6 separate regions of the Mus musculus genome follow, and all the other regions are linked to region 4. The links are chromatin contacts, called in public ChIA-PET, Hi-C and HiChIP or PLAC-seq maps. All regions are on one chromosome and are shown on one strand. Each heading gives the region's core, a stretch centred on a gene start, on an enhancer-like site or on the middle of the called end of the contact. The rest is flanking DNA. Distances are from core to core; before and after follow the strand shown.

Region 1 (3,023 bases), core at 30-2,529, 450 kb before region 4:
AAGAGGTGTGTTTTAGGTTGAGAGTCTGAGATTCTGTGAGGGCAAAACAAAGGACCATTAGAAGCTGGAGGAAGCTAGTTGTGAAAGAAAGAAGAGAGGCCTTGCTTTTCTTATTCAATTGTAAAGGGTTTTGCAAATTAACTGAGATATCCAAATGAATTCTGTTCATTTGCAGGCCTGGAGGCTGAAAGTCTCAACTATAAGGTTGGGCAGAGCCTTGTTTCCTCTGAATGCTAAAGAGTTGGAGGCCTTCTCTTTCCTCTCGCTGCTCTGGCAGCCCATGCTTTCTGGGTCTTAGAGCTGTGCACTAGTCCCTGCTTCTGTTCTGGAACCATATTATGTGTGTACCCCAGTTTCTCTTTTCTTAGAAGGAACCATTTCTATTAGAATTATTTCTATTACAGTATAGCCTCATCATTATGTTACATGCGACTGTCCTACTGACAGAGCTACATTTGGAAGTCCATGGGTCAGGTCTTCAATGTATCTTTTTAGAACATATGCTTCAACAGCTCCCTGTAGTTGAGTGGTCTGAGATTTCTTAGGGGAGAGGTGGAGCCTGGATTTCAGCGGAAGCCAGGAGCATGGGGGTAAGGATGACTTGTCTTAGGTTTTCTAAGCCAGAACAAGGGGTTGAAGACTTGGGGCAAGAACTGTAAGGCAACAGGGAAACAGGAAGCTCTGACTCATGTCCTGGGCTTAGACTGGATGCCTCACTGATCAACCCTGGAGAGCTGGCGAGGGACCGATGTTCACTGGAGCCCCGTGCACAGCCTCACTGCCTCTGCCTGGATGCTGCCACTCCGGGCCGTGCATATTCCATCTGGGTTAATGATATTTCAGTTGTTAACTTTTGTAAATGCCATCCCTGGGATAATGACTTAAGTGAACCTTAGCTTTAATTTATTCAGAGACAGAGCAAAAAAAGTTTTAAAATCTGGTAGTAAAGGAAAGTAAAAACAACTTGATGGGAGTATAAATTTAAGAAAAACCTTTTATTTCACTTTTTAAAGTGTAGGTGTGGTTTGAATGCATTTGCTGTCAAGCAGGAGGGCACAATATCCTACTGTGGGTTTGGGACCAGGCACACTGGTACTAGGTCAATATTAAAAGAGAAATAAAAGATTCCAGCTGGCAATTATTACCTACCAGGTGTCCTTTCTCATGAATGTCCTCTAGACTCCAGTCAGGGCACCGGGATGCGTGCCCTAAGTCATGGATGCTTTCTTAGTTTGGACTTTGCCCTGGCCATCTGGCAGGAGAAGGTACAGCTGCTTCCTCCTCATGAGGACAGTGGCACTTTGGCACACATGTACAGAGCATTGCCAGAGGCAAGTGACTCAGGAGTGGTCTGAGCCAGTTTTGACTTCTGCCTCTTTTTTTCCACTTTCTATGTGTTAGTGGCCAACTGACCTAGTTTCTGAGGAAACAAAGATCCATTCATTTACTTTAATAGTGTTTTTTTAAAAACCAGTAAAATTCCATTTAGATTTGTATGTTTTTCAGTTTATATAATTGATTTGAAGGTTACACATGTAAAAATGAATGAGACAGGTATGTAAGTCTGATAGGGTACTTCTGTCTTGCAGACATCTTAAACTTTTAATTCAGTGACCTGAATTAAGAAGTTAATATTGTTGAATTTCCCCTATCTTCATTGCATCACAGGATAGTGAATTAGTCAAGTCCTTGATAACTATCAATACGGATGAGAGATTAGATCACAAAGCTGCTGAGAGTGTATCCGTAAGACCTGGCTAATCTTTAGATTAAAGCTTATGAAAATGTTACCCAGTCTTCAAGTGTAGCTGCTAGACTCCTGGGAGAAGAGGGATCAGACACTGGCTTCCTTCTTGCAGAGTCTACTTTCAAGTAGGGAAAGCAGAGTAGGTTACTAGTACTGTCTATGGGAACCTAGGAGATACAAAAAAGGTGTTATTCATGCTGGGCTGAAGACAGAACAAAGGGTAGAAATGAAGCAACTGGCTTCACAGGTGATGCAGAAATGTGTTGGCATACATAGACATGGATGGCACATCGCTCACTCCCATGCTTCTGGTACTTGAGTTGATAGTATGAATGGAAGTAACTATTATTTTGAAAGGAAGCTGCACCTTCCAATGAAGGCCAATTAATTGGTTAAAACTTCCAAAGATTATAGAGAGTTCGGAATGTTACAAGTCCAAAGTCAGATCTTGGGCCATCTTCAGAGCTCTTCAAACTCATTTATTGACCTCTGTATGAGAGCTAAAGCCTCTGAGACCACATGATAAATCCTTTGGAATATGTGAACAGATAGCTAGACCCACTATCCAAAAGGCTAAAAGTGTCATTAGAAGCTGATAGCAGAGATCTTGAGTTTTGTTTTTAACTTACCTACCCAATGTTTCCACCAATGCGTTTTAAGATGTTTGATCCATGACTTTCTTTATTCTATTTATTATAGAATCTTAATGGAACTGTTTCCCATTGGAACATGGAAATTAGTCTAGCCCACTTCTCTGATCACAGTCACTCATATTTGGCTTCAGAATATCATCCCTCTTAATCCTTTTGAGGTGAGTTATGTGGGTTGTTGTTGTTGATGATGATGGACAGCGGTGGGTGGTGGAAGATTTAGAAGGAGGTAAAGCTGGATTGGAAGGGGCTGGGGTAGATTAAAAAGGTATTGTATGCCTTGCTAACTTGTTTTTTATGGGCTGTGCTATCTATATAGCTACAAAAATAACTTTTAACTGATATTTAGAAGGAGTTAAGATGGCTATAACACTCTGCCAACCTCTTTCTTTTTAGTCAAGCATCTGTCCAAGTCCTCAGCCTGAAAGCATTAGGACCATTTCAATGCTCACTGAAACTTATGATCCTCTGTGTGTGTGTGTGTGTGTGTGTGTGCATATATGTATTCATGTATGTATATATGTAGTACAGATGTGTATGTATGAATGTATGTATGTATGTATGTACATATGTATATGTATGAATTATGTATGTATGTATGTATGTATGTATGTATGTATGTATGT
Region 2 (2,948 bases), core at 213-2,712, 470 kb before region 4:
CAAGGGACGGTATTTTATATAAAGGTGGCATCCACAGTCAGCTGCGAGGCTCTTGTCACGTTTAACAATGAGACTGGTAAAGATCAGAGGAGTGTAGTGACTTGCTGGTGTGTGTAAGAGCCAGGACCTTGAAATACTCCGGGGGAGAAATGAGTCAGACATTCACCGAAGAGACAGAGTTGGATTAATCTACTCTGGTGAGCAGACTTTTTACGCACAGCCAAGGACAGAAGAAAACCCTCCACACAGGTGATACCAATAGGCTGCCACTAGCATCTGAGAACATCCTCTGGGCGGGCTTCCTAGGAGCAATACTGATGCTGCCTTGCGTGTCTGCTCCTGCTGCCCTTACTTTCTAACTTTGTCTGCTAAATTAGGAAGTCAAGATGCAGTTAGCACGGCCATGAGGACCAGACTCCGCTTTTGTTTGGCCCCTCTGAGGCAGCTCCCGAGGCGGAGCTCCAGTAGTCCACCTCGGATCTTTAACACCACCGCTCCTTCGTTTTTTATAGCTACTATTCTTTTTTTTTTTTAAAGTCATTGAAATGATTGCTTCACAAAGTTTTGTTTTGTTGGTTTTTTTTTGTTTTTTTGTTTTTTTGTTTTTGTTTTTTTGTTTTTTTGGTTTTTCGAGACAGGGTTTCTCTGTATACCCCTGGCTGTCCTGGAACTCACTTTGTAGACCAGGCTGGCCTCGAACTCAGAAATCTGCCTGCCTCTGCCTCCCGAGTGCTGGGATTAAAGGCATGCGCCACCACGCCCGGCTGAAAAGTTCTTATTTATTGCTCTTTAATATTTTCTAAAGCAATGCAGTTATTACAGTAAGTTTGAAAAGTATAGAGGTATAGAAATAAGAAAACAGTAATATTTCTCTCCCTCCATTCCCTCTTTTCTTTTCCTTTTGCAGAGATATGCATTGGACTCAGGCCTTGTACATGCCAGACAAGCACTCGGACTCTGAGCTCTTGGCCTTCTTAGATTTCTTCCTATGAATGAATATATATGAATATATACATATGTATATGTATATATATGTGTATATGTGTGTATACATAGAATATATATATAATCTTTTCCTATTCATATAAATTTTACTGTCAATCATTATCCTATCCATACTTTGCACATATAATATCCTTTCTTGAATTATTTTAAAGAACATTGTATGTTAATAAATGATTTGAAAACAGTTTTTAATGGCTCCATGGTAGTCCATTGCAGGAATAAATCAGAGTGTATTTATTTTAATCTCCCTCAGTATTTCTAATATTTTACTTTCATAAATAAACAATACCTGATGAAGTTTTGCATATAAACCTTTGTCCAGATCTCTGTTTCCTTGACAGTAGACTTCACACATAAAAGGGTGACAATTCGCATTCAGGGTTCATCTGGGTTTAGGGCAACTGAACTCCGGGATGACTGCTTTCTGCATGAACCTCAGGCTGCCAGTAGGTGTCGACTTTGCCTCATGTTTCTTCTTGCAGCTCTTTATCCATTTATTTTCAGGATCATCTTTGAAGGGCTGTGGGAGAATGCATTGTTAGTAAGTCAATAGAGTTCAAATATAAAATTTGAAGTCTCTCCCAAGGGTCACAACCCCGAGTGCCCGAGGGCTTGGCTATTTTTCTTTTCTATGTGTTGCTGATTGTATCCAACCCAGCAGCCTATGTGGTGCTGACCTGCTACTGAGAGAAATACAGTCAGTCAGCACAGCCTGCAAGGCTCTCTAGGAATGTGTACACATGCATCATACACACACACACACACACACACACACACACACACTCACACACGCACACACGCACACACGCACAAGGAGAGGGGAAAGACATTCGCTTTTGCCTAATGAGTGTATTCTTGAAGCATCCTATAATTAAAAATTGATAACCTTATAGAGATATCTATTTTAGACAGCCTCCTTTCTAAATAAGGAAACTGAGTCTTGGAGAGGTTAACTTGTTAACATGGTACAAGTATTGAGATGGTTAATCGCTGTTGTTGATGTGTTTAGATTGAGAGTCACCGGGGAGACCGAGGCACACGTCTTAATGTATCTGTAAGGACATTTTCAGGATGGCTTAGTGGAGAGGGAATGATGAACCTGAGTGTGGGTGACATTGTCCCACGGTCTGAAGGCCCAGATGGAATAAGAAGAGGAAAGAAATAGCAAGCCAAGCTACTGCTGGCTTTCCTGGACTGCCAAGGTGTGTCTACTCAGCTTTTACCACGCCTTCGCTGTGCCACGGAGAACCAACACCTCTGGCAACTGGAGTTCAACATGTTTTTTCTCCCTTAAGATGTTTCTTTATGGTGTTTTGTCACAACGATGAGAAATTTGATGAGCGCATGCTATGCTGAAGCAGAATTCAGATCCGGACATTTACCTTTTAAAAAAAGAAAAAATATATTTTTCTATCTGTATGTACACCTGCATACCAGAAGAGAGCATCAGATCATATTATAGATAGCTGTGAGCCCCTGTGTGGTTGCTGGGAATTGAACTCAGGACCTCTGGAAGCCCATACAATGATCTTAACTGCTGAGCCCTATCTCCAGGCGCAAGCACACTTATCTTTGAAGTGTATGACTTTAACAATTTCCCCATCTTTGTTAAAAAAAAATAAATCTACAATACCAAAGCTCTTTATTAACCACCTGGACATGGGTTTCTAAGAATTGTGTTTATAAGATCTTCCTGGGATATTCACGTGGGCATACCAACTGTAGACACCCATTTCATTTGCACTGGGACTGACTGGACAAATTAGAAGCCTTGGCTAAAGAGAATAGGTTGACCCATGTGAGCTGAGTGTTCAAGTCACTTGTCTTATGACAGCAACAAAGGTCTTCAAACCCTGGGACTGGCCTTACAGAGACCAGAAAATGTGTTTCGAAATTTTGACCTTTGTTGCTAGGCAACCACTCTCCCCCCCCCTTTTTTTTTG
Region 3 (3,032 bases), core at 440-2,939, 410 kb before region 4:
CATATTTTAAAAAATATTTTAAGATTATGCATATGTGTGTGTGTGTGTGTGTGTGTGTGTTTGTGTGTTTGTCTGTATCTGTGCATGTGAGTGTAGGTGCCTGTGGAGGTCAAAAGAGAAAGTTGGTTCTATTGGAGTTGTAGTAGAAGGCAGTTATGAGACACCTGCTGTGTGTTCTAGGAACTAAACTTTGAGAAAAAGCCACATGCACTCTTAAACGGCTGAGCCATCTCTGCAGCCACCACGCCTATGTTTTAAAGAAATCTCCTCTGTACAGGTTCACATCCTTACCATTCTTGGACTTCCTTATTACTTCTGTAGATCTGATGATCTATGAGATTGTAGATCTTTAGGGCTGAAAAACTTCCCTTTGTTGCAGTAAAGGTTGATCATTGTAGATTCTCTCAACTTTTGTTTGTCTAAAAATTTTTTATTTAGATTTTATTTTTTTTAGTTGTTTTATTTTTCTTGCCTATTTTATTTATTTACATTTCAAATGTTATTCCCCTTCCTAGTTAAACTCCCTATTCCCTCCCCCATGCTCCCTGCTTCTATTTTTAAAAAGTTTTGGTGCATATGGATGTTCATGTTTTCTTTCCTTTCCTGTAGCACTTTAGGATGTCACCTGTGTCTGCTGTTGTGTCAGTGTCACTGAGTCTCTGCTGTGATGCCACTGTGTCTCTGCTGTGATGTCACTGTGTCTCTGCTGTGATGTCACTGAGTCTCTGCTGTGATGCCACTGTGTCTCTGCTGTGATGTCACTGTGTCTCTGCTGTGATGTCACTGTGTCTCTGCTGTGATGTCACTGAGTCTCTGCTGTGATGCCACTGTGTCTCTGCTGTGATGTCACTGTGTCTCTGCTGTGATGTCACTGTGTCTCTGCTGTGATGTCACTGAGTCTCTGCTGTGATGCCACTGTGTCTCTGCTGTGATGTCACTGTGTCTCTGCTGTGATGTCACTGTGCCTCTGCTGTGATGTCACTGTGTCTCTGCTGTGATGTCACTGTGTCTCTGCTGTGATGTCACTGTGTCTCTGCTGTGATGTCACTGTGTCGCTGCTGGGATGTCACTGTGTCTCTGCTGTGATGTCACTCTTTACTTTGTCCTTCTGTATTGTACATGCCCCTCCCGAATCATTCCATTTCTAGATCTGAGCAATTTTCCTATGATGTGCCCTAATATTTTCTTTATACTTATACTTCATGTGAGTGTTGTTTTTAGATCTGTAAGTTTTTTCCATTTTCATTAAAATTTGAAAAGACTCAAGTTCTCTTACGTGTTGTTGCTATGTCTGTTTGATGTCTCCAATGTCTCCATTTCTACTGATTGTGTTTTCTTTAAGTCCTTGGATTTGTGTAATATGACTGTCAAAGTACTTGTGAACCATCATCTTCATAGTTTATGTGTATATTTCTGTTGACCGGCTTTCCCTTGGCTCTAGGTCCTCTTTTACTATCCGATTTCTTTAATTGATTACTTTCTTTTTGGATAAGATACACACAGCAAAGGAGTATCCCATTGTTAAGTCAATTTTTGGAATTTTCTTCTAGTTGAATTTTGTCAAACAGTGAAGTCATGTGTAGATTGACTTGTTTTCCTTGAGGCTTGGTTTTGATGCGGGCCACAGTAGCCTCATTGTGGCATAGCTTAGCCCTAATACTTCTGGGGTGCCTTCTGAATGCTCTGCTTGTTCAGTACAGTGTCTTTAGCATTGCTGGTTAGAATCTGCATGCCTCACAGAAATTATTCAGCCCACAGCATCTTGGTCATTTTTTTTCATGTACAGCTCTTTTCTGCCTGGTTCGCAGCTCCTTAACCACACAGATGCAGAAGTGGAAATTCTGCCAACGACTCCAGGGAACCCCTATGTGGATTTCTGGAGTTTGTTTCCAATATAAATTTCTCTTCTCTTTCTGGTGCTTTGCCTTGAATGTTGAAGTTGCCTCAGTTCCTCTAAATAGTACATTGTCTCTTCAATTCCCAGAGATCATGTGATCTGCTTGGATTTCACTTCCTTGTACCTTATTTAGTATCCAGGCACAAGGCAGGATGTTGTACATGTAACATAATTTATTTCCTTTCTTTCCTGAATTATGTCCTATGTAGTGTTGAAGCCCATGTTTGGAAATAATTCCTTTCCTTCCCTCCCCTCTTTGTCTCTTCCCTTTCTCTCTCTTCTCCCTCTTTATCATTCTACACGTTCTCCTGTACCCCAGGCTGACCTTGGATATTCTATGTAGCTGAGAATGAAGTAGAACTATTGATCCTCCTGCCTCCACCTTGTTATTGCTGGATCAAGCCTGGCAATACATTTTTTTTCTCATATACATTGCCTCATTGAAAAAAAGCAGTTTGTAGAAAAAATTTACATCTACTACCTAACACTATATCATATACTAGACCTTATAAAATTCTATTTTTAGGCAAAGTAAAACAATATTTTTCTGTTACTCTTCCTAGTCACATACAATCTGATGACTGATGAACTAGGAAAAAAAAAGCTATTTCAACTCAGTGTTGAGAAATTAAGAATTTTCAAGAAGAGAATTTGATTATTAGAGTTACTTTGATATGTCTTTTCCTTGGCTCAAGTGTTTTTCTTTTCTTTTTTAACAAATATTAAAATAACCTACCTGCACTTTTGAACCCACTCTCTTCTTGTCTACAGAAGGTAAACCCAAAACAGCTGGAGGAGAGACATATCTGGTCAGAAGGGATTACTCTGCTCTGAACTGCCAGCGACCGCTCTGTGCAGAGCCACTAGCGCGGCACATCAAGAAGAGTCTCTTATTGCCGTCTTCGCCAGGACTGTGGTTTATATGTTCCTATGGTTTGGAAGCTTGGACTTAGAATAAGCCATAGTACCTGGCTGACAAACCAGCCAATATAAATGTGCTAACCATATCCTGGCAGGTGGTCTGGTATGCTGGCTGGCTTCTGAGAAGTGATACACAGAGAGGCCTCACAGACAGATCACCACTATCTACACGCTCTGAAAGCGCTGGAAACTGGAACTGGAGCAAGTTCATTGC
Region 4 (2,843 bases), core at 89-2,588:
CTCATGTTGGACTGTCTAGAGTCAACAGTTATAGAGCTGCTGAAATAGCCCATTCCTCGGGATGACAACATTGAGTCAAATTCATATCCCGAACGTTTGCTAGACTAATTGGTAAGGGTTTCTTAAATCCTCTCTCTGCGCTCCAGGACAAAGAGCTGGGAGCATTGCTGAGGACGTTGTGCTTTATGTTCAATGACAAAATAAAAACTCTTATCTATTTTTGGACAGTGATAATCAGACAGCCTGAGTTCTAGGCTAAGATCTGCTTCTCCTGGCCATATGACCTTGGTAAAAATTATGTTCTGAAAGTTTCCTACCTACCAACCAAGAGGGCTGGGTTGGATGACCTGCTTTGATAGGTTAATACCCTGCTCACCAGCATGCAAGAGGGTTGGACTTAGTCATTTGGTGTCACTGTCCCTTTGAGAAGGCCTCCAGTCATTCAGATAATACCATCCTCCTTATCCATCAGTAAGCCTTACTTGTTTAATACACAAACTCCATAAATGACTTGCTTAAGGACACAAAACGAGTCATTTTCAGAGGCCTAAACAGCGACTTATGCCTCCCTGCCATTTTCCTTCCATTAAGACAGGAGGACAGAAACGATTCCTGCCATATTCCCCCTCCACTAACATTGTTTATTGTTAAAACAGTGAGCAGGTCTTATGCCTGGGCGGTTCTTGTGCCTTGTGTCCTTACCTGAGCAAACAAAATAAAAGTTTCATGCGAGCAGTATAACAGACCTCAAACTTAACCAATCAGGAACTGCCATCTAAGCTCTGCTAGGGACTTCCTGCCTGACCATACCCAGATAAATCAAATGCCTGACTGCAGACAGTCAAGTGATCTCTCTTCTTTGTCTCCCAGTTCAGGGACTCTCTGAATCACTTCCCAACTCCCAACGCCTTTGATGTCCAAATACTCTCTGTGAAGTCTACTTAGTCTGAAGCTTTGAACAGAAGGCTTTTTTCCTCTATGTTAAGCTTCCCGTTAACTGAAATATTACATTTCAAAGGGAAGTATACTTAAATGCATGGACCATCATCATTCAACACTTGCTTTTAGCCTGCATGAGAGAACATTTACAAACTGAGAAACTATCGGCTCCTCCCTCCCCCCACTTTTAAAAAAAGGGGGGCTTTATTATCAAGACATGGCTAACAGACCATTTGGAGACTGGAGAGATAAATAGTATGTATCAGAGTTTTATTTAAGAATCAGTGTTTTCCATCCAAGACTTACTGGCTACCCCCCCCCCAAATTAATGTAGGCTCAGCCCTGAGTCACATTCTCAAGGCTACCTCCAGAAAAAACACTGAGAGCAAATGTCTTTTCTCAAGGCAACATTATCTTATCTTTGACTTTGTTTCCTTATTCAAGGAGAGATCAAATAGCCTGTGTACTGTTAGAAGCAACATAGTAATCATAACTTCCATATATCTTTGTGAAAAGAAATTTGAGATTTTCTAAGAGCTCTGCCCAGGAAGTTTTTTCTTATTGTGCTTAATTACATCACCGTAATTTTCATTCACAGGGCCAGTTTGTCTGGGAAAGTCCTGAATACCCTATCCAGGTAGAAGAAGACCCAAAGGTTCCCCTAAGCCCCTGTGGATGGAGTAGAGGAACATGGGCTGTAGACGGGTAGAAAGGGCTAGAAACCAGAATATGCATGTGGTTGGGACAGAAAAGGAATGTCTAGACCTTGAAACTGAAAGTCACAGAGCTGACCACAAACATGAGCAGTTGAAGCCAGAACGTAAGCCTACAGACAGGAACAGAAGTAAGGACTGGTGGGCAGAAAACCCCGAGTCATTAGAAGCAGATGAGCACACAGCACGATGCTTAACCCTCCTGAAGGGCTCTCAACTCACTCTCAGGGCAGGACAGAAAGTGAAAGGGCGAAAAGAGTAATCCAGACTCAACTGTTAACACAACTGTCTTAGGGTTTTTCTGCTGTGAACAGACACCATAACGGAGACAGCTCTTATGAGGACATTTAATTGGGGCTTGCTTACAGCTTCAGAGGTTCAATCCATTATCACCAAGGTGGGAATATGGCATGCATGGTGCAGGAGGAATTGAGAGTTCTATATCTTCATCTGAAAGCTGCTAACAGAATACTGGCTTCTAGGCAGCTAGGATGAGGGTCTTAAAGCCCACACCTACAGTGACACATCTACTCCAACAGGGTCATACCTTCTAATAGTGTCACTCCCCGGGCAGAGCATATACAGAGCATCACACCAATAGAGAGAGGCTGCAAAACTGCAAACCCTGAGCTATTTCTAATGGTTATTTAATATCCTCTATTGTTTACTATGACATTTGCTTAAAAATTAATAAAGATGCACAGTGACAGCTGTATATATTAATAGCTGGATACTGATATTATTCTAAAGGCTCATCTTGTGCTACAGGAAGTATTTTGTTTTGTTGAAGGATGTTTTGGTATGTCTCTAAGGCTAAAATAAAAACATAGTAATCTAGCTTTGATAAAAATCAAAGCACAGTATCCGTAGTGATATAGAGGGCAGATTGGTCATCCCATATATGCCTCTTTAGCATAAGGCTCGTTAGAGCTGATGGTAAGAAGACACCCCTGCCTATTCTCCTTCTGGCTAAGGGTAGGGCACTGATTTACAACCAAAAGATGTTCTACTTCCCTCCCACTGGTCCTGACAGCAGTTAACCACTGAAGACAGCCTCAGTCCCTCCTTCTGGGCAGGTACCAGAGGAACCCACAGAAGTGAGCTTTACTAAATTGCCTTCATCTGCCTTCCCATAATTGCCTGCTTCTAGAGATAGAAGTCATTTTGTTATAGGTGGGTAAGGGTCTGTGG
Region 5 (2,838 bases), core at 226-2,725, 290 kb before region 4:
GGGTGGGTGGTAGAGGATAGTGTTCCAGGGGTAGGCATCTGTAGTTCAGAAGAGAGAGAAAGAAGCAGATGAGCTGCAGGCTTTGTCCAGTTGTTACAAGGACTTGTATCAGTAGAGAAACGGGGGCGGGGGGGGAGACAATGGATATGGCAGCTTGGAGCTGTTCAGTGCTCAGAGATCTCTTCACATCATGTTCATGAGGGCATCTTCTTCCTGGTAGTAAGATGAAACCAATGAAGAGAAGGAAGCATGGTAGTGCTATGAATCAGATTCATCTCCCCCACCCCAGAGTAATCTCTCTGTCCAGAGGATGTAGAATAGATTTGGAGAAAACACACCCAACCTTCTCATTCACAAGCAAACAGAAGTCACCTTTATAATTTGGATCTCAAATGTCTGTCATGGGACCATACATCTGAACACCTAGTTCCTACCTTATGACATTGTTTTGGAAGATTGTAGGGCCTGGTAGAGTTCTCTTCCTACTGATCTGTCAGGATGTGAATGTTGCAGGTTCCCACCGCCATGGAGAAAGCTCCTCTGTTGCCATGCCTGGCCCACCAGGATGGACTGAGAGTCCCTGAAACTGTGAGCCAGAAGAACTCCCTCCTCCCTTAGGTTGCTTCTTTGAGGCATTTGGTCATTCTTGTGTGAAAGTTACATTTTTAGTTACATTGTGTTGGGCAGTCAAAAAAACCAAGGTTTGAAAGTCCATATACATCTCTGCAGGAAGCTAAGCTTAGAGAGCTTATGGGACATCTAGTTTGCAAGATTGTTCTACAACAAAACCACTTCCTAATCTTCATCATCTTCTTTTTCACTACCTCTTCTAAAGTTGGCCTCTTGCCTTATTCAAAAGGGTGGCCTAATGATTTTCAAAAGCTTTTTGCCAAGTTGAATTTATCTACCAGATGTATTTAGAAACTACTTTTGGGTTATACTCAACTGGCAGCCCTGTCCTTGTCCCCTGCTTTGGTCTTTTGGACCCACGGTTTTGTATAACCAATCCTCATACTTAAATTGTAAAACCAGAGGTGTGGTGGCTTGGATATACTTGGCCCAGGGAGTGGCACTGTTAGAAGGTCTGGCTTTTTTCAAGTAGGTGTGGCCTTGTTGGAGGAAATGTGTCACTGTGGGGGTGGGCTTTGAGGCCCTCCTCCTAGCTGCCTGGGAGACAGACAGTCTTCTCTCTTGTTTGCCTTCAAAACAAGATGTAGAGCTCTCAGCTCCTCCAGGGCCATGCTTGGCTAGACACTGCCATGCTTCCTGCCAAGAAGAGTTAAATGTTGTCCTTTGTGAGAGTTGCCTTGGTCATGGTGTCTCTTCATAGCAGTGGAAACTCCAAGACAAGAGGAGACTTTGTTCCATTCTAAAAATGCAATCTTCACCTTGGAAAGGATGTATGTCTCTGAGTCACAGAAAAGCCTGTGCCCTTCAGCACTGAGAAGTGACACCACAGAAGGCAGAAAGTGTTAGTGAATCAACTTCCCCTTCTGCCCAGATCTGAGAGGTGATACAGTGCTTGCATCTGCCAAGGGGCTTCCAGCTCTGACAAGTTGAGTCAGCACATTATCAACTGTTCTCCATGGGTTTGAGGCCACAAGTGGCAGCTGGAAAAACCTGAACTGGGTCAGGTTCACTTTTGTATGGAGCCTTACCATGTTGTGAGATACAAGAAATGTCTCTAGTACCACAGATAAGATGGGTGGCTCTTGTGATTTTTATGTGGTTTAAGAGAAAACTATTGAAGATATCTGAGATGGACTCTGTCATTTCTTGCCTGTCTTAATTTTTGTTAAGGTGTGAGTTGTGGATGTAGCAGCTATGGATGTCATTTTTCAGACTTCCCTGTGGAATAAATCTTTGCTTTACTGGATTAATCATTTGACTATATATGTGGATGGTTAGACATACAGATAGACAAACAAACAGGTAGGTGATATATTGATAGATGGATGATACATACATATAGATTATATTAATATGTATATGATAGATAATAGATAGATAGACAGATGATAGATGATTGATAGATGATAAATACATACATACATACATACATACATACATACATACATACATACATAGAGATTATAGATTGACATGTATATGATATATAATAGCTAGCTAGAGAGAAAAAGAGGTAGATGGTAGAAGATAGACTGACAGACAGATGATAGGTTGATAATTGATAGATCACACACACACATATGATAGATAGATATATAGATTGATGGGCACATGATAGATGATAGATAGATAGTAGATAGATATAGATAGTAAATAGATAGAGATAGGTATATCAGTGCTGGAGCTTCTATTTTGGGATTAATTAAAGTAGAAAGACCTCCCCTAAATGTGTGGCACCTTCTCACAGACTTGGACTGAATGAAGAGAGCGTTCTGAGCAGCAACATTCACCTCTCTCTGTTTTCTGACTTTGGAAACTGGTGTGACCAGATTCCTTGACACTCTTGATGACATGACCACCCACTATGAATCATACCCTCAAACTGTGAGCCAAAAATAACCCCTTCTCCTTATGAGGACTTTGTCAGCTATGCAGTCACAGCCTTGTGCTCAGTTGTTGCTCCTGGGTCAGGAGGTATCATTATTATCAATTTTTTGCCCTTTCTAGAAACTGTCCTTTTGCCACCAAGTAGATGGATGGCTAATAATGGTACCAGTTCAAAGAAAGACATAACTTGCTGGTTTGGCTCCCAAAGGAGGTCCACAGTTGGATTATGGCTGAAGGGAGAGCAGAGCTCAGCTCGTGCTTCAGAACAAGCTGAGGCTAAGAGAGCAGGCCCGGTTCCCCGTGTCCTTCCTGGCTGCCTAC
Region 6 (2,731 bases), core at 232-2,731, 490 kb before region 4:
ACACCTAAGGCTATTTTTGCATCAGCCTGAGCACAAACTGATATCAACTCTAGTGGCTCCAGGACTGGGAAATCTAAGCCACAAAGCAGGATTAAAGGAAGCAGAGTTTTCCAGATTAATTTTTTAAAAAAGAAATATGACAGAAAAATAGTTAAAAGGAGTTTGTGGAAGATAACATTTTTTTTTAACATCAGAAAATAAATCGTTGCGTTGATGGTTCGTGGTTTAAGCAATAACAGGCAGCAGGAAAATAAGTCTCACCAGGAATCTGAATGATAGCTGGCATTGCTGTGTGCAGAATTATAAACTGAAGTGATTAAGCTCCTTTTAAGGCAGAGTGAAATTAATAGGAGATCTACTATAATCTGTTGAGTTGGCATTCATGGAATTATTTTAGAGGGGGTTGGAGGATATGTTGAAATGGGATACGGGAGAGCAAACACTTAAGCAGCTTAACGCAGCGAAGGCTTGCTTCCTTGCTTTGAACTGTTTTACTTCACCAAGAGTCTATGTGAATCTAAGAGGAGCAATCATGAGGTCATAAAGAGAGACACTTGGGGCAGGGATATGTTTTGTGTCATCCATGCCAGTCAGAAACGTTACTTTTTGAGAAACACAGCTGTCACGGAAGTGCTACATACACACTATCCTGGGTTTGGAATTTTAAAATGTGCATTTCGGAACATTTTACAACCCTTAGCGGAACAATTTGTATGTTTTGCCTACGAGTGTTATATATATGGCTATTTTTCTGCTTCAAGAGAAGTGAGTTCAAAGGAAAATATCCATAAAAGTGTATTCATAACTTTGGTATCTAAAAAAAAAAAAACCACGAGCCTGTTATTGTAGCTTGAGGGCTGTTGCTGGTGGAGAAAAGACAGATCCTTACAGTGGAGAAATGTTTTAGACAGAAACCAGTTGCCAGAAGAACAAAGCAGACCATGTTTGCAGCCTGGGCTCCAGCTCCTTAAACAGTGTATTTTGTGAAGCTTCTTTCAGGCATCAAAGAAACGCATTGATCACGGTGCTCCAGCAGAAATCATGTGAAAAGCTGATCATTTGCCCCACCAAACCAACTGGAAATTCATTTACTTAAAGGGGCTATGGACAGGGTTCTTGATTCTTTCATCCTTTAATATGAGAATTGGTTATATTCTGCTCTGATGAAGAGAACATCTGAGTCCCTTTGGACGATCTAAACCTGGGGAATGAAGGTACAGAGATCACGGGAATCAAGGGAAAATGAGGGAAACCATTCAGTAACTTAAAGCCAAGGTGATGTGGGCTGTTACATGCATTTTCTATCCACAAAGGCATGGGTATTCTTCACACTCAGGCTGCCTGTCTATGTGAGGTTTCAAAGATGAAGGTAAGAAAATTGAGGTTTCTCTCAGTTTCGGGGTTACTGTCTATATAGCCTGAAACTCTAAGAGTAGTTTTGAAGTGGTTTAACTTATTTCCGTCTTAAGCTTTACTGCTCTGACACCCACGGTTTATCTTTCAGCCTTCAGAAAGTAAAATGATTGTTCTGCTGCATGAAGCAGAAGCCATGGTATAAAGTCACTGTCACAGGGAGGAGAGATGTTGGTTAGCTAATTGTGTAGAAGGGTGGTAGCAGATACTCCTCAAATCCTCTTACCCATGAAAACTTGCTCTAGAATTCTGGCAATACATCTAACAGCAATAATTTGTGACAGTTTTGAAACAGGCTGGATGAAAGGACTGCCTGTCGTGGCTGAATCCCTCAGCCTCAATTTGGTTGGCATGCTCACGCAATGTGAAGTCACTGGATTGTGCTCATATTTCAAAGGCAACACATGGAACATGGCCCAACTTCCTGATATATACAAATTTGCCAGTGGAGAGTTTAGACTATTTGAGAATCAATATTAAGATCACATACTTGCCAAGAAGAGAAAGCAAAGTAGCTTAAAGCAAAACCTAGCCCCTTCCCCCCCCAAAAAAACCTCAACGTTACAAACACTATGCAAGTAGCAAAAGTAAAATTTAAAACTGATAAAATATGAACAACATCACTTATAAGTAACCCAGGAAATGCTTCTGCCTCTCACCCACTTAACACTGCTGGCACAAAAGGTCCTTGGCACGCATGGATTTAATAGTTGTGGGTTTGGCTAAGCAAGACTGACATGTTGTGATTTATGTTACTGGACCAATCGATGTAGAGATGGCGACTGAGGGAGCTGACTCCCAGCCATCGATTTTACTGCTGTTCCTATGATGCCTGCAGGAGCATTTGGGCTCCTTTCCTTGTTAAAAATCTATCTCACATCTATCTCCCAAACTAGATGATCTTGCTAGAGACAAGAAGTGTAGAACAATGATAGATGCATGCATTAGGTATGTAACTCATCTTCATCTTCTACTGATAGAAGGACTAATGGTATTAAACTCACCGAGAAGAATCTCAGTTTTATTTCTTTTTAGTGAGACTAATTATATAAAACAAAGGTAGTTAAGCATCTAACGAACTCTTTTAAGGATGCTAATGAAAGCAACTTGTTGTCATCCTTTTTGATAGGCTTACTTATGATGTTGTTGTTATTATTCTCCTTTTCTAAATACATAGAAATTAGAGCATTCTCTGTCAATGCTATGATTGAATTTTAAGGACTTGAATTTATCGATATATGACAGAGCTACTTTTAGGTTGGTTATAAAAGCATCAGAAAAAGCTTCCAGAGTGTTTTCATCTTGAGAAAGAAGCACT

What was found. A called contact is a pair of places that touch in the nucleus more often than the background predicts. ChIA-PET counts read pairs in DNA pulled down with a chosen protein or histone mark. HiChIP or PLAC-seq counts read pairs in DNA pulled down with a chosen protein or histone mark.
Region 1: a contact with region 4 is called in a Hi-C map of bone marrow-derived macrophages, with 25 read pairs. The contact joins two enhancer-like sites. A contact is called at or near these places in 1 of 39 promoter capture datasets (the 3T3-L1 cell line), 3 of 15 datasets of contacts at CTCF or cohesin (the NIH/3T3 cell line and embryonic stem cells), 16 of 484 Hi-C or Micro-C datasets (the C2C12 cell line, the HL-1 cell line, Sertoli cells and 10 more), 6 of 115 datasets of contacts at active chromatin or transcription factors (bone marrow-derived macrophages, embryonic stem cells, fibro-adipogenic progenitors and 2 more) and 1 of 9 other capture datasets (embryonic stem cells).
Region 2: a contact with region 4 is called in a Hi-C map of bone marrow-derived macrophages, with 6 times the contacts expected there. The contact joins two enhancer-like sites. A contact is called at or near these places in 3 of 39 promoter capture datasets (the 3T3-L1 cell line, embryonic stem cells and liver), 10 of 15 datasets of contacts at CTCF or cohesin (CD8 T cells, the NIH/3T3 cell line, embryonic stem cells and 4 more), 256 of 484 Hi-C or Micro-C datasets (the 63-12 cell line, the AML12 cell line, the AtT-20 cell line and 127 more), 32 of 115 datasets of contacts at active chromatin or transcription factors (PVALB interneurons, Th17 cells, a beta-TC-6 cell line and 20 more) and 6 of 9 other capture datasets (adipose tissue, bone marrow-derived macrophages, embryonic tail and 3 more).
Region 3: a contact with region 4 is called in an H3K4me3 HiChIP or PLAC-seq map of bone marrow-derived macrophages, with 8 times the contacts expected there. The contact joins two enhancer-like sites. A contact is called at or near these places in 1 of 39 promoter capture datasets (the 3T3-L1 cell line), 2 of 15 datasets of contacts at CTCF or cohesin (both in the NIH/3T3 cell line), 1 of 484 Hi-C or Micro-C datasets (bone marrow-derived macrophages) and 5 of 115 datasets of contacts at active chromatin or transcription factors (bone marrow-derived macrophages, embryonic fibroblasts, embryonic stem cells and 2 more).
Region 5: a Hi-C map of bone marrow-derived macrophages shows a contact between it and region 4, with 20 read pairs. The contact joins two enhancer-like sites. A contact is called at or near these places in 1 of 39 promoter capture datasets (the 3T3-L1 cell line), 1 of 15 datasets of contacts at CTCF or cohesin (pro-B cells), 11 of 484 Hi-C or Micro-C datasets (the BV-2 cell line, the HPC-7 cell line, Th1 cells and 7 more) and 3 of 115 datasets of contacts at active chromatin or transcription factors (bone marrow-derived macrophages, effector CD8 T cells and pancreatic cancer cells).
Region 6: a contact with region 4 is called in an RNA polymerase II ChIA-PET map of memory CD8 T cells, with 13 read pairs. The contact joins two enhancer-like sites. A contact is called at or near these places in 2 of 39 promoter capture datasets (the 3T3-L1 cell line and liver), 2 of 15 datasets of contacts at CTCF or cohesin (both in the NIH/3T3 cell line), 81 of 484 Hi-C or Micro-C datasets (the 3T3-L1 cell line, 3T3-L1-derived adipocytes, the 4T1 cell line and 49 more), 7 of 115 datasets of contacts at active chromatin or transcription factors (T-cell acute lymphoblastic leukemia, Th17 cells, bone marrow-derived macrophages and 4 more) and 5 of 9 other capture datasets (adipose tissue, bone marrow-derived macrophages, liver and 2 more).

What each region holds. Positions count from the first base shown.
Region 1 is chr17:79,135,307-79,138,329 of GRCm38.p6, forward strand. No RefSeq gene overlaps it. Among named protein-coding and RNA genes, the nearest start is that of Qpct, 85 kb to the left of the region's middle. Within about 2 kb of position 1,280, at least 38 of the 459 cell types and tissues checked have an H3K27ac peak or open chromatin away from gene starts, as enhancers often do. A contact at or near this core is called in bone marrow-derived macrophages, where this site is marked.
Region 2 is chr17:79,109,574-79,112,521 of GRCm38.p6, forward strand. No RefSeq gene overlaps it. Among named protein-coding and RNA genes, the nearest start is that of Qpct, 59 kb to the left of the region's middle. Within about 2 kb of position 1,463, at least 5 of the 459 cell types and tissues checked have an H3K27ac peak or open chromatin away from gene starts, as enhancers often do. A contact at or near this core is called in bone marrow-derived macrophages, where this site is marked.
Region 3 is chr17:79,173,607-79,176,638 of GRCm38.p6, forward strand. No RefSeq gene overlaps it. Among named protein-coding and RNA genes, the nearest start is that of Qpct, 120 kb to the left of the region's middle. Within about 2 kb of position 1,690, at least 19 of the 459 cell types and tissues checked have an H3K27ac peak or open chromatin away from gene starts, as enhancers often do. A contact at or near this core is called in bone marrow-derived macrophages and microglia, where this site is marked.
Region 4 is chr17:79,582,838-79,585,680 of GRCm38.p6, forward strand. It overlaps a transcript of Rmdn2 not described here. Among named protein-coding and RNA genes, the nearest start is that of Rmdn2, 31 kb to the right of the region's middle. Within about 2 kb of position 1,339, at least 48 of the 459 cell types and tissues checked have an H3K27ac peak or open chromatin away from gene starts, as enhancers often do. A contact at or near this core is called in the C2C12 cell line, CD8 T cells, Th1 cells and 3 more, where this site is marked.
Region 5 is chr17:79,297,651-79,300,488 of GRCm38.p6, forward strand. No RefSeq gene overlaps it. Among named protein-coding and RNA genes, the nearest start is that of Gm17315, 56 kb to the right of the region's middle. Within about 2 kb of position 1,476, at least 47 of the 459 cell types and tissues checked have an H3K27ac peak or open chromatin away from gene starts, as enhancers often do. A contact at or near this core is called in Th1 cells and bone marrow-derived macrophages, where this site is marked.
Region 6 is chr17:79,092,005-79,094,735 of GRCm38.p6, forward strand. No RefSeq gene overlaps it. Among named protein-coding and RNA genes, the nearest start is that of Qpct, 41 kb to the left of the region's middle. Within about 2 kb of position 1,482, at least 29 of the 459 cell types and tissues checked have an H3K27ac peak or open chromatin away from gene starts, as enhancers often do. A contact at or near this core is called in the C2C12 cell line, CD8 T cells and memory CD8 T cells, where this site is marked.